Linked DNA regions of Sus scrofa: all the other regions are linked to region 4. A link is a contact called in public HiChIP or PLAC-seq and promoter capture Hi-C data. All regions are on one chromosome and are shown on one strand. Each heading gives the region's core, a stretch centred on a gene start, on an enhancer-like site or on the middle of the called end of the contact. The rest is flanking DNA. Distances are from core to core; before and after follow the strand shown.

Region 1 (3,223 bases), core at 320-2,819, 180 kb after region 4:
TATTCACGAGAGCCCTGAGGAAGAGCTACAACCAGCAAGAAAACCGGGATTGCAGTATCACCACGAAACTATTTGGACATTTTGCACAGCGTAGAGAATGCGAACAGGAATTTGAAAGATAAGCTGTTTAGACTTGGCCCAGGGCCACATGTCCCTATTTGGTGGGATGGGAGACACACAGAATCGTTAAAGGGAGGACATGTGAAAGGCCTCTCTCCCACCAGAAGCAGGAGGAAAAGCAGAAACTTGAGGACTTCACTCCGTTTGACTTATTTCCAGTAGGCCTTCCTGTGGAAGCCGAGCCACAGTGAGCAAGTCAGCATAAGGCATTCCTCCCCCTTCTCTCTCCCTCCCTCCGTCTCTCTCTCTCTCTCACACACACACGCAGAATAACTAGCAGTTGGCGTCCTTGGTTAAGTAAAAAGTCTCTAAACAGAATGAGCCCGCCCCTCTTCCTGCATCCCCACCTAGAACTCACTTTAATGTTGAGAAGCGCGTTCTCTTGGTCCAGAGACGGGAGACAGCCCAGAAACAGGCTTTATTTCAAGTGAAACTCATGCGTCCATCTCTCCCCTTCCTTCTTGGGCACTAGTACCGTGTATCCTGAATCTTTGGGAATGTTTAGAACTGAGCATCATTTCTTGCATTAATCCCGATGGGTTGATGCTCTGGAAACTTAATTGGGGCATGAAAGAACATTCAAACGACTTGCTTTGTTTTATATCATGAAAAGTATAGAGATGCGTGCAGAATATAAGGGGTATTTGATTTAAGATGGACTTTGTTGTGCCTTTTGCATTCTTTTTCCATCGTCTTATTTGAGGGTAATTAAAGTTGACCCCCGATGTTGATGTGTGTGTGTGTGTGTGTGTGTGTGTGTGTGTGTGAGAGAGAGAGAGAGAGAGAGAGAGAGAGAGAGAGAGAGAGAGAGAGAGGCTTCACTGAGAACCGATGTACATTTTTCTGTAAATCAGCTTCCACTTGGAGGGAGCTTATTATGCTCCTGTGGTACATGATTGGCAGTCAAGATTGCTTGGTTTTCATGGCGTTTTTCTATGGTTATACATTATGAACGATGCTGCCTCCCCCCCAGCGCTGTTTAGGGTTCTCTGACACTCACTGGTCTGGGTGACCCTTCTCTAAGGTGGACCAAGACCCCCAAGTTTTTGGCCTTGGGATCTTCAGCCACATTTCCCGTTTCCAAGTGGACACTGTCTTGGTGACCAGCTCCACTGGCTGTGAATCCTTAGGTCAAGCATGTGCCCCTGGGAAGATAGCACAGGCATCACTCTGCGCCCTTTGGGCTGGTTTACTTGACCTTGAACTCCAGGGAGAGGAAAGATGTGAGTTCTTCCCACAGAATGTACAAGTTCTTCCTGTTCTAGAATCTGAAACAGATGGGGCGGGAGCTCTCTGACGGTAACCCAAGAGCTTCCCCACTTTGGGAAAAATGAGCAGCCCTCAGACTCGCTCAGACGTGCAGCCAGGAGGAAGCTGCTGGAGTCTGCGGGATGCCTTCTGTCCTTTGATTTCACCGAGAGGTCCAGATGCAGAATGTAATTCCTCAGGAAATCATGAAATTTGTGACATGGCCTTTAGCATGTTAGGTCATCAGTGGAATTGTGAGGCTGAGTAACTCATGCGGTTTATTTGCCCTTTGGAGAAATAATTCATAATGGGGGCTTGAGACTTTCATTCATTACTCAAGGCTTTCATTAATGAGCTATTTCAAAACCAGACATTACACCCGATTGAAAGGGACACTTGCAGCGTCACTGGTGTCCTTTTTAGCTGTGCACCCTTGAATGCATGGCCAAGATGTCTCTAGGCACCAGGGCGGTAGCCAGCCTGAGCCATTCTGCGACAGCTGTTGTACAGGGCCAGCATAGCGATATTTCAAAGCAGATTTTATTTAGCAAAGTAAATATGCCTCTCCTGATTTTTGTTTGTTATTCTAAAAATTAGTTTTGTGTTTTAAACAGAGCCGTTTACATAAAAAGCTATAGGCCATCCAGAATACAAAACAAAAATCATGGTTTCAAAATGCATTTTATCCTAAAAAGTCAACAATAATTTAGATATTCTTAGAATTATCAATTCTTTGAAAATGTTTTAGGGCCATAAATGGTAATAAAATTTCCCACCAGAATAAAGCTGATAAAGAGGCATGAATGCCTTTTGTCTGGGATTAAAAAATTTTTTTTTTTTTTTTTTTTGCTTGATATGAGCTGGTGGAGCAGGGTGAGGGTCCTTTATTTCTATCATGGGGCTACAATAAGGCTTTCGTCCTTTTTCTCATCTCAGATTTCCCCCCGTAGTTGTCATAACCTGAAAAGTTGTCCAGGGGAAAAGTGTCGGCTGGTCAGTCACACTGGCTGGGTGTGGTTCTGGAGCAAAAGCTTGAGAAGGAGCTTGACCTCAGCCTCCACAATTGGGGCCCTGTAACCTCTTATCTGGGGTCTCCTGCAATTAAGGCCTGTACTGATAGCTTAAGGGAACCGTTCCAGGAAATTCATTTTTACAACCGCCCTCAAAGTGAATAAAGATAAGCTGCTGAGATTTTATCCATAGTTCAGAAGAGAAAAACCCCAGAATCACGAAACAGCAGTTTTTCAGCTTCAGTCATTAGATGCCCATGCGTCCTGAGGTTTTGAAGATGCCGTGATTGAGCCGTGGTGAGAAAAGCCCATGTGCCGTCCGGACTGCAGCTGGGACCCCCAGCTAAGCCTGGTGGTGGGCGGACATTTCCTAAGTGGGTCAGGGTCAGGGTTCGCTTAGCCGGATTGAGTCTTCCTTCTGGAATCGGTCGGAGTGAAGTTTAGCTGCGATTAAAGAGCAGAGGTGGCGTCCCCTCGTGGTTCAGCGGGTTGTGGACCCGACGTCGTCTCCATGAGGTTGCAGGTTCCACCCCTAGCTTTGCTCAGTGGGTTAGGGATCTGGTGTTGCCATGAGCTATGGTTGCAGATGGCTCGGACCTGGCATTGCTGTGGCTGTGCTGTAGGTCACAACTGCAGGTCCAATTCGACTCTTGGCCTGGGACCTTCCATATGCCCCAGGTGCGGCCATTAAAGAAAAAGAAGAGCAGACGTGGGTTCTGGACCCGGCTCAGGAAGCAGGAGCCTTGTGGGGACAGGACAGCCACAGGGGGAGGTCACCTGGAGCCCTGGCCACGCAGGCCTGCCTCACCTGTTGGGCTTTCCAGACCTGGCGGCCCAACCTCACT
Region 2 (3,624 bases), core at 16-2,515, 140 kb before region 4:
CATGCGTCCTGGCCCCACCGCCCCCTCCCCCGTGGGCCCCGCCCCCGCCGCATTCACGCCCCTCACCGGCCCCGCCGCACGGGGGTGTGGCTTTGTCTGTCACTTTTGCCGGGGCAGGGGCCGCGGGGGCAAGGGGCAGCGGGCGAGCTGAAAACTTTAGTGGGAGTTTCGCACTTGCAGGCAAAGTGCGTTGGGCGGGGCTGCATGGCCGCTGGGTGTTGCGGGAGAGGCAGGTGGCATAGCCCAGAGCTCTCTGGAACCGACCCGGCCTCGGGACCATCACAATCCCGGGTCACCATCTCCTTCCCTTTGCTCAGTCCCACACTCCTGATCCCGCCTCGCAGCCGGGAAATAAGTACGGCCCGGAACAGACTGGCAACCTCGAGGGCCAATCCAGGTTCCGCCCTCACCCCGGCGGCCCAATCAGGAGAAAGAATAGGCGGGGCGATCACGGACACCTCCCCCTCGGCTCTTACTACTAGAAACCCGCGTCCCTCCGGGGGCGGAGGGACCAGGCTGGCCCGGCAAGACGGAAGTGGTTGCGCATGCGTACTTGTGTGGCCAAGAGGCCCATTTGCCCGCGCCGGAGACCTACCATTCGGCAGTCGGACCACCACTCCCGGCAGCCTCGGCGGCTCCCGCGCCTGCGCGGTCCTCACCGCCCGCCCTTTGTGTTGCCGGCCGGAGCCCAGCGCCGAGCGGCTTGGAGACAAAGGGACCCGAGAGGGGAGCGGTTCGCCAGGCCGGGTCCCCGTAGAGGGCAGGTGACCCCGACCCCTTCCCGCATGTGCCATGGAATCCTCTCTTAAAGTCCGCGCCCCCACTTCGAAAGACCACCCAAGCCGTGGTGGGGCAAGCGTCCGGGCGCCCGGGTCCCGGGGGCCTCTCCCTGTGCAGCCTTGGGCCCCCCTCCCCCTCCTCCCCGCCCTAAACGCCTGGATTTGGGCTTCCGAGGAGCCCCGTTGCCTAGACGACGGGGCCGCGCGAGGCCCGCCTCTTCCGGCCGAGGCCCCGCCTGTGGGCGTGGCCCCCTCCCCCGCTTTGTCCGCGGCGTGCGGGTCTGCGCCGCGCTTGGTGCTTTTCGGAGGACTCGTTTGGCCTCCTTTGTCCTGCCCTGTCCTTTGGCGGGTGTCGTGTCGCCAACTCTAACCCTGTCAGGTAGTTCGGCCTCGGCCCCTGACGTCCCTACCGCCTCTGTGCCTGGGCGGCGCTGCGTCTCTCGGACGGGTGGGTGGGCGGGTTCGCCTGGCTCCGGGTGCCCTGCTGCCCGTGGCCGCTCCCCCTGGGACTGAATCGATGCTCTGCGGTTCATCACGTTCTGGTGGAGTTCCCGAGTGTCCGGAGAACAGTGTCGTGACAACCAAGACCGCGGGAGAGTTTCTTAATTACTCAGTGTCATTCAGACCGAGCCAGTGTTTGTAAAATAGGTTTTGATCCGCAGTGCCCCTAGCAGCGATCTGCAGAGCAGTCCGCGATGTGGCTGTCAGTGCAGACTAAGTTGGGCTGGTCGTCTTTGGAAATGGGTTGGAACGCTGCTGCGGTGATAAACGACGAGTAGGAGTAAAACTTTGAGGTAAATGGGTTTGATCTTCATTCTACCCCTTCATCGCACCCTCACATCAGGAAACGTTCACTTCGATATTTGGGAAAGTGGTTATTTTACTTAGAGAGTCACACTTTTCCAGCTTGGGCCCAGTGTAAAGCAAATGATAGGTAAAGTTTCATTTATTGGCCACTAGCCTGCTTAAAAGGCTTTAATACTGTGACACTATGTGGCAACGAAGAGACTATATGGAATAGAGTAAACGTTGCATAGGAGAAACGCATATACGTAATTTTAAAGTACAGTAACAAGAAAGAGGTTCTTTTAATCCTTGCATTCACTGGCTCTAAAATGAGTAGTGTTTATCTGAATTTAAGAATAAAGGTGGGCGTTCCCGTCGTGGCGCAGTGGTTAACGAATCTGACTAGGAACCATGAGGTTGTGGGTTCGATCCCTGGCCTTGCTCAGTGGGTTAAGGATCCGCGTTGCTGTGAGCTGTGGTGTAGGTAGCAGACGTGGCTCAGATCCCACGTTGCTGTGGCTCTGGCGTAGGCCGGTGGCTACAGCTCCGATTCGACCCCTAGCCTGGGAACCTCCATATGCCGAGGGAGCGGCCCAAGACATGGCAAAAAGCCAAAAAACTAAAAATAAATTAAAAAAAAAAAATAAAGGTGGAGTTCTTGTCATGGTGCAGTGGAAACTAGTCCGATTAGGAACCATGAGGGTCCAGGTTTCATCCCTAGCCTCTCTCAGTGGGTTAAGGATTCGGTGTGACCCTGAGCTGTAGTGTAGGTTGCAGATGCAGCTCGGATCTGGTGTTGCTGTGACTCTGGTGTAGGCCAGCAGCTGTTAAAAAAAAAAAAAAAAGAAAGAAAAAAGGTGAGAAATAATTTACCCTTCCCAATGACCATCAAGCTGGAGTGTTTGTTGTTTTGTTTTGTTTTTTTGCTTTTTAGAGCTGCATCTGTGGCATATGAAGGTTCCCAGGCTAGAGGTTGAATCAGAGCTGTAGCTGCTGGCCTACACCACAGCCACAGCAACGCAGGATCCAAGCTGCGTCTGTGACCTACACCACAGGTCACAGCAACGCCAGATCCTTAACCCGCTGAGTGAGGCCAGGGATTGAATCTGCAACCTCATGGCTCCTAGTTGGCTTCGTTTCCGCTGCACAACGATGGGGAACTCCTGCTGTTGTTTTTTTCTTTTTTTTTAATGACTAGCTGTGGCATATGGAAGTTCCCAGACCAAGGGTCTGATTGGAGCTACAGCTACAGGCCTACACCACAGCCACAGCAACACCAGATCCCAGACCTGTCTCCGACCTACACCTCGGCTCAGGGCAACACCGGATCCTTAACCCGCTGAGCCAGGAAAGGAACCGAATCCTAGTTGTCCTGGATACTAGTTGGGTTGGTTACCGCTGAGCCAGGATGGGAAATCCCGGAGGTTTTTTTGTTTGTTTCTGCTTTTTTTTGGTCTTTTTAGGGCTGCACCCGTGGCATATGGAGGTTCCCAGGCTAGGGGTCTAATTGGAGCTACAGCTGCCGGCCTACACCACAGCCACAGCAAGGAGGGATCCAAGCCCTGTCTGTGAACTACAGCACAGCTCATGGCAATGCCAGATCCTTAATCCACTGAGGGAGGCCAGGGATCGAACCCAAAACCTCATGGTTCCTAGTCAGATTCGTTTCCACTGGGCCACGACGGGAACTCCAGGTTCTTTTTTGCCTTTTTTTTTAAATCAAGATGTCATGTCTTTTTTTTTTTTTTGGCTGCCCTGGAGGCACATGGAGATGTCATATCAATAATGATTCCTCTCATTTTTTCATGGACTTGACAGACGTGTGAAACACAACAGCTTTTTATTCATTCAACAAGAAGTATTTAGGATTGTCTACCATGTCTTTTATGCACTAGGAATGCAGTGGTGAATAATGGCTACAAGACATTTAATTTACCCCTTGGGCTAAAAAGTCAGAAAATATTTGATTAGCTTTACAAAGTTCTTAAAATGTATACCAATGACTTACTGTTTTCTGGACAAGGTTAGAGGACCAGTAGTAAAATATAGTTAATGGTGA
Region 3 (3,704 bases), core at 464-2,963, 210 kb after region 4:
AAAAATTAATTCAAAGTTTGACTAAAAGAGACAGTAAGATTTTGAAGCCTGCTGATGCTGGATCCGTGATAATTCAGGGTTTGTTGCTGGTAACGGTGTCTCCTCTGCCATCCTTAGAACCGTTTCACACACTCAGCCTCGCGACCCTGGGGACTCTGTTTGGATTTGGATTCTTGACGAAGCTTCAAAGGGGACCAGGGTTGGTGTTCGGGTTCCATCTGAACTTGTTTAAGCACGGATTTTAAGAGGAGGGGAAATAATTAGATAGTATAAAAAGCCTTTTATTCCCATCTTTTATGGGTTTTTAAAAAAGATTTGTCCTTCTCTACGTAATACATGATGTAAAAATTTTATGTTGCTGCATGCATGGAACTCTCTTTCCTGCCTAATTTAGAGTGGCTAATTTTGATGCCCAGATTTTTCACCATGGCTGCGTTCTTTCATCTTTATAGCATTTTTTTTCTCCTCCAATTCTGACTTTCATCCTTGGAAGATGCAGTGATAATCATTCCATTGTTGGGACATAAGTTTTTTTTTTTTTTTTTTTTTTTTTTTAATTAGTACAGCACACAGCACTGACCTTCTGGAATAAAACTAGTCAATGTGGTTGCATCAAAACACGTTTGTGGAAGCCCTTCTCACTCCCCACTTGAAATTCTCGCTGCGGTGACGACAGTGGTCATGGGCTTTGCTCTGGCCACCACGTCCCCGTGGACCTCTTGCCTCCAGGATCTCATGGCAAAGAGGTGTCGAAAGGGTCCTGTTTCTCAGTTGTTTTAACTGCACGCTCTGCCTCGAACCCCAGCAACCCCGGCGCACGAGCAGTCACGACTGTAGCATCGCTCTTGCAGCTGCAGAGTCTGGCTTAGAAAGACCTGGTGGGAGAACCTTCACACAACCTGCCCAGCTCTTTGCTTTCCCTCTGCCCGTCGTGGAGATTTGCTGCAAGGCTGCGGCATCACTTGGCCTGTGTTTGCCAGCTAATTGTATTGCTGTTTGAATGCTTATCCTGTCTGTGTGCCCTGCCCTGCTGCCCAGAAGAGCCCTGGACGGGGTCCAGGGTATGAGACTAATCGTGTGTACTTTTGTCTGAACAAAAGATGAGGAAAGTTAAAAAAATATGTGTGAGGCGGCCAGATCCATGTCCATAGAGGAGTCACTTCCTCTAGCTCCTTAATTTCAAAACTCCTGGGATACGGGGCTTGCTCAAGTGTTCCGCTGACATTCGGGGAGGAATGTGTCCTCGCGGTGAGAGCTCCCACTGGGAATTCAGAGTTCTGCGTCTGTTCCCAGGAGCACACAGGGGTCACCCAGTGACATGCGACGCGTCAGTAAAGCCTTGGAGTCCTCATTTCCCTATCTGTGAAATGGACATAAAAGGGGCTAATGCGATGCTGGTGAATTACTGAAAATTCGCTGGGAACCAGCTTGCTCTAGTGACCTAGAAAAAAACACCAGCTCTGGGGGAAGCTGGCCTCCTTTCTATTTCTGGCTTTCATGCTGACTCAGTGAGAAACTTGGAGGAATCAGCTCATCTGGCTCTGGGTCTCCATGCATTCCACGATTAAAAAGAGACTTAGAAAATCTTTATCTGCCCCGACTCTCGGGACGATACCGGAGGCTTTTCTGCTGACGTGCCTTTCACGCGTCCTCCCATCTCGCGTCGGGTTATCCGAGGATACGCGATTCAGGGCTCACTTCTTTTTCAGCCAGCTGTGTGCCGTTCAGCTCTGGTCTATTTTGGGTAGAACCTTCCCACGTCCGAGTAAGGGAGGCGGTGCGTGTGATGCCCGTGAGAAGCCATCTCCAGCGCCAGGAGTTTGTGCAGTTCTGTCTGTTGTGATTTTAGGTGAAGGGACAGTGTATTGAGGAGCTTTGCATTGGTCGCGTCTTGGTCTGAGGATGTCTTCCTTTCCCAGCCCTGTCGCAGGCCTCGGGGAGAAGGAGCCCGCGTTCGGTGTCAAGTCCTGGGCCGGGCTCTGGGGACGCGAGCATCTGTTCTTCCTGGTTGATCCCTGGATGCAGCTGGTCCAAGGAGCTGTGCCAAAGGGCCGCGCCTAGTTTTCTTTCTTTCTTTTTTTTTGTCTTTGTGGGGCCACCCCCATGGCATATGGAGGTTCCCAGGCTAGGGGTCGAGTCAGAGCTGTAGCCGCCAGCCTACACCACAGCCACAGCAACGAGGGATCAGGGCCGCATCTGTGGTCTACACCACAGCTCACGGCAACGCCGGATGCTTAACCCACTGAGTGAGGCTAGGGATCCTAGTCGGGTTCGTTTCCACTGCGCCACGACGGGAACTCCTTAGTTTTCTTTACTCCGTTTAGGACGCGATGGTAGCCTCTAGGGTTTGGCTTAATCCGCTCCCATTTATTCACACGCTGCTTCCAGCCTCCTGACTTCCGCTTCCAGCAAAATGCCCAATCTGGGGAGGCGAAGTGGCTGGAGATCAAGTTCAGAAGCCCATTTTCTCATCAGAGCAAATGCAGCAGGGAGTTCCCATTGTGGCTCAGTGGTAATGACTTTGACTAGGATCCATGAGGACGCAGGGTCGATCTCTGGCTTTGCTCGGTGGGTTAAGGATCCGGCGTTGCTGTGGCTGTGGTATAGGCTGGCCACTACAGCTCCAATTTGACCCCTAGCCTGGGAACATTCATATGCTGAGTGTTTAGTCCTAAAAAGCAAAAAGCCAAAAGGGGAAAAAAAAAAAGGCAGCAGGTGCTGAATTCACCAGCAAGCACCAGGACTGGCTGAGGGGTTTGGGTTTGGAGAAAAGGACAACTCTGGGAGTTTCTCTCCCACATCCTTGCATTTATGCCACGTTTCAAAGCTTTAAGCAACTTTTGGTGATGTGCTGTTTGCGGCGTAAATGTTTGTGTTATGTGATGTGTAGCTTGTTGGTTTCTCTTTGCTTTGAACGAACGTGGTTGTGAGCAAAGTGTTGGACACTGGAGACCCCTGCCTGTGGCTTCCACAATGCCTGCTGCTCTTTAATCAGCTGAGGTTGGGAACTCCCCGGTGGCACAGCAGGTTAAGGACCCAGTGTTGTCACTGCTGTGGCTCAGGTTCCATCCCTGGTCCGGGAACATCTCCTAAGGGCCAGCTCAGGGCCTGGAGTCCCCCCATCTTTCCGAATTACCGCCACCTGTGTGGTCCCCGAATAACATTCACTATTTTAAAAAGAAACTTTATTTCTTTTTGCTCCACAAGGGCAGAGACCTTTGCAACCCCCACGCCCACAATAAACTCCCACACGTTTTAGAGAAGCTCGTGAAAGCCTTTCAGGCTCTGGATGGAACAGGGAGTCTCAGCATCTCGGGGTGAAGCTCCCACCAAGGGCTCTGCCCACAATCCTGCTAATGGGAGGCCTGAATGACATCTGCTCACAGTCTCAGCCCCGCGTCTGCTGATGGCGAGAAGATTCCACTCATCAAATGAGGCCACGAGCAATTTGGTGAAGAAAATCCTCACCAGTCTGTCGTCGTACTCACCCAAGGACCCACTTAGCGTTTAGAAAGCGGTGTGTAGGAAGTGTCACGCTGGGGACACGCAGGGGCACTCCTGCCCTTGGAGAAGCTTAAGAAATGGCAGGAAAATGTCTCCCGAGACAGGGAAGCGTTGGCGGCGTCTTCTCCAGATGCTCGCGGCAGGCTGGGTGCTGGGCGATGCTCCGAGAGGCTGACTTCTAGTCTTCTCCTCCGTTTCTT
Region 4 (3,249 bases), core at 205-2,704:
GCCACACCGGCTGCTGCCCTTTGCAAATACTGGTGACATTTTCTTGGAGCAGAATGAACCATCTGAACTCAGGCTAACAAATCACCGTGGGTCTTTTCTGCCCCCTGTGGGGCCCTGTGCTCCCTGAAAATTGGGTGCTGAGGGTGGCAGACAGGACAGAGACGGTGAGGGATGGGTGCGAAGGAAATGCGGAGCCCCCCCCCGCCCGTTCCAGTGCGATGTCCACAGGGGGAGGGGAAGCGGGGGCTCATTCCCACCTCAGAGCCAGAGACGCGGCGAGGCGGGCTGGAAGGGCTGCACGGCGCCCAGCCCGCGGCTCCCGGCACTCTTACCTTTCCAACCTTTCTGGCCGCGAGCCCCCGGGAAACCGGAAGGCCCAGGGTAGCCCATGCTGCCTTTGGCGCCTTTGAGGCCGAACAGGAAATCTGAAGACAAAACCCATGAGGACACACGTTACACAGCCCTGGGGACCCCGTCTCTCCCTGAACCTGCATAAGAAGGTTTAAGGGTAAGTCTCCCAACAGAAAATGACCCCCACTCCCAGCCCACCCCAACGGAGGCTGCTCTGTGGCCATGGCGTCCAGGGGCGGAAAGACAGGAGAGCACCTCCAACCTCGTTTCTATTAAAGTCTAGAAGAGAAATCTTTGCTTTGCAGAAACACTGAGTCCTAAGGTCAGTTTGGATTTCTTCTTTAACCTTCCTTCCTTCCTTCCTTCCTTCCTTCCTTCCTTCCTCTCTCTCTCCCTCCCTTCCTTCCTTTGTTCCCTCCCTCCTTTCTCCCTCCCTTCCTTCTTTCCTCTGTATCTTTTTTGGCCACCCTGTGGCATCTGGAGTTTTCAGGCCAGGGATCAGATCTGAGCCACAGTTGCGACCTGAGCCACAGTTGTGGCTCTGGATTCTTAACCCACTGTGCCAGGCTGGGGATCGAACCTGCATTCCAGCGCTGCAGAGACACCACCGATCCTGTTGCACCACAGTGGTGCAACAGAGTTTGGATTTTTTAAACTACACGTTTTACGTGTGTGCTAAAGTCATGGGTTCTAAGACCAGCAACTGCTGGTTCCCAGAATGACAAAAACCAGACCCAAGCAAAACAATAAAAGACATGAAGACGAGCCTGCTGCCTGGCCCTGCCCTCTTCCCTGGAGCAGGGGCACCTGGCGCGCCCCCCAGGCCCCAAGCTCCTCCGTTTCACCCCTTGGGGTCACACACGTCGACACATGCACATGTGAGTTCGTGTAACTGTATGGATGACTTGTGATTCGTCCGCCTCCCCCTCCCCCCTCCCTAGGACCAGGGCACTTCGGCAGGGCTGCCCCGTCTGCAGGGCCCTGAGAATTCCAAACAGGGACGTCCAGGCAAGGGTGTGAGAAATGGCCTCTAAGAGCCCACAGGACGCTCTGGGTCCCTCCGGAGCAGAGCGCCACCTCGTGGTGGGAACAGGGCCGCACACGCCCGGGAAGCACGGGCTGGGATGGAGGGCGGGGCTCCAGCTCTGGGGCGTGTGATGGGCGGGGCCCTGGGAGAGGGGGCGGTGCCGGGGGTGGGGACGGGAGCGAGATCTGGAGCTCAGTTTTGGACACGAAAAGCTGGCCATGCCTGTGGGACACACGGGGGTGACGAGGTGTTGGGTTAACCGCGGGACGGCGTGCAGCTCAGAGCCCAGAACTGGGCCAGGGAGGGAACAGCACAGAACACTTAGGGACAGCTGGCGCGTGACTGGTATTGCAATTCTTGCGAATGCGTGAGTACGCTGGGCCGAGACAGAGACAGAAAGTTCGCCCTCTCCTGGAGGGTGGTGGTGGTGGGGACCCAGCAGAGGAGCCTCAGGAAGTCAGCAGGCGACCCAGAGCCCGAGAAGGGTGGGCAGAGGGGCCGCTGGCAGCCTCCCGGGCCAAGGGCAGGCTGCTGGTGGGGCAAATGGCTCCCAGGACGCGGCTGCACGGGTCCCTGGTGACCAGGTCAAGGGCAGGCGCGTCCAGGGGCGGACTGCGGGCTTCATGTTATGTCTCCAGCTCTCCTGATACGTGAGATTAAAATAACTAATCTCCCAGACGGAGAGGTTGTGGGGGTTCCTGGCAGCGTTTGCAAATCTACAGGAAGGGCACTTGGTGGCCATCTCAAGGGGCCACCCCCCACCCCAACGAAGCTTTTTCTTCATCCGCTACATTACCAATTTCCAACAAGTCCTGAAGGACAGCGGGCGCCCCCGCCCTGTTTCCGTCCCGGTTTTCCTCCAAGAGACCAGTGGCCGGAACAACGGGGCGGTAATTTGGACTGATTCTAGGGCACAAAGGAGCTGGCCCAGCAGTCGTCTCAGTTAACTGAGCTGGAACCCGGAGTCAGCGGAATGTTCAGCTCAGAAAGAAAAACGACTTCCCGGTCTGACTTTGCTGGAGCTGCACAAGACTACAAATTCTGCTTTCCATCAGTGGCAGCACAGAAAACCAGGTGACATGCAGTGAACAAGAAAAGGACCAACGATCTCGGTCCAGGGGGAGAGTGAAGAACTCTGTGGAGTCGAGGTCATCGATAGTAAATTATGACTCTACTTGAAAATATTTTATTTTATTTTATTTTATTTTTTTTTTTTGTCTTTTTGCCATTTCTTGGGCCACTCCCGCGGCATATGGAGGTTCCCAGGCTAGGGGTCGAATCGGAGCTGTAGCTGCCAGCCTATGCCACAGCCATAGCAACGCAGGATCTGAGCCGCGTCTGCAACCTACACCACAGCTCACGGCAACGCCAGATCGTTAACCCACTGAGCAAGGCCAGGGATCGAACCCACAACCTCATGGTTCCTAGTCAGATTTGTTAACCACTGCGCCACGACAGGAACTCCGAAAATATTTTAAAAGGCCACCACGGTTGGCTGCTTTTTGTACAAGAGACTGCCTTAAAAAACAACTGGGAAATAATGTGTCTATTTCAAGGAGAACTTAAGTTGGATGCTTAAGAAATTTTAAATTGATAAAAGGTATAAGATGCCCTTCCATTGATTTACTAAATTCTCCCTTCGGTTAACAACATGGAGGCGAAACCAGTGGCTTCGTTTACAGATGACGTATGTCCGTAAACTGCAGAGTTACTAAGCAAGATTTACGAAGCCAGATGGAATGTGTTAGTGTCTCTGTCAACGTAGTTTAGTTACAGGAACAATGGCAAGGTTAGCCTTCAATCACAGTCTTGTAGGGAGGCGTACTTTTATGCTCTTATTTTTAACACATCGTGTTCTGTTGCCAAAAAAG

Evidence for each region. Promoter capture Hi-C pulls out the DNA fragments that hold promoters and counts their contacts. HiChIP or PLAC-seq counts read pairs in DNA pulled down with a chosen protein or histone mark.
Region 1: an H3K27ac HiChIP or PLAC-seq map of alveolar macrophages shows a contact between it and region 4. The contact joins two enhancer-like sites. A contact is called at or near these places in 2 of 2 datasets of contacts at active chromatin or transcription factors (alveolar macrophages and skeletal muscle).
Region 2: a contact with region 4 is called in a promoter capture Hi-C map of liver, with 4 times the contacts expected there. The contact joins the promoter of CARS2 here to the enhancer-like site in region 4. A contact is called at or near these places in 2 of 5 promoter capture datasets (fetal liver and liver), 20 of 47 Hi-C or Micro-C datasets (alveolar macrophages, blood, embryonic fibroblasts and 11 more) and 2 of 2 datasets of contacts at active chromatin or transcription factors (alveolar macrophages and skeletal muscle).
Region 3: a contact with region 4 is called in an H3K27ac HiChIP or PLAC-seq map of skeletal muscle. The contact joins two enhancer-like sites. A contact is called at or near these places in 3 of 47 Hi-C or Micro-C datasets (embryonic fibroblasts, epiblast stem cells and mesenteric adipose tissue) and 2 of 2 datasets of contacts at active chromatin or transcription factors (alveolar macrophages and skeletal muscle).

Annotation. Positions count from the first base shown.
Region 1 is chr11:76,943,642-76,946,864 of Sscrofa11.1, reverse strand. All of the region lies in intron 1 of COL4A1 (collagen alpha-1(IV) chain), which reads left to right. Among named protein-coding and RNA genes, the nearest start is that of COL4A2, 52 kb to the left of the region's middle. Within about 2 kb of position 1,569, at least 28 of the 83 cell types and tissues checked have an H3K27ac peak or open chromatin away from gene starts, as enhancers often do. A contact at or near this core is called in alveolar macrophages, where this site is marked.
Region 2 is chr11:77,267,577-77,271,200 of Sscrofa11.1, reverse strand. It overlaps CARS2 (probable cysteine--tRNA ligase, mitochondrial), which reads left to right and starts at 1,265. Exons shown (of 15, transcript XM_021065916.1): 1 at 1,265-1,573. ING1 (inhibitor of growth protein 1) reads right to left here and starts at 929. Exons shown (of 2, transcript XM_021065917.1): 1 at 596-929. The coding sequence starts at 794.
Region 3 is chr11:76,917,695-76,921,398 of Sscrofa11.1, reverse strand. The region is part of intron 2 of COL4A1 (collagen alpha-1(IV) chain); the gene reads left to right. Among named protein-coding and RNA genes, the nearest start is that of COL4A2, 77 kb to the left of the region's middle. Within about 2 kb of position 1,713, at least 19 of the 83 cell types and tissues checked have an H3K27ac peak or open chromatin away from gene starts, as enhancers often do. A contact at or near this core is called in skeletal muscle, where this site is marked.
Region 4 is chr11:77,127,041-77,130,289 of Sscrofa11.1, reverse strand. It overlaps COL4A2 (collagen alpha-2(IV) chain), which reads right to left. Exons shown (of 48, transcript XM_021065909.1): 21 at 333-425. Among named protein-coding and RNA genes, the nearest start is that of RAB20, 60 kb to the left of the region's middle. Within about 2 kb of position 1,454, at least 51 of the 83 cell types and tissues checked have an H3K27ac peak or open chromatin away from gene starts, as enhancers often do. A contact at or near this core is called in alveolar macrophages, fetal liver, liver and 5 more, where this site is marked.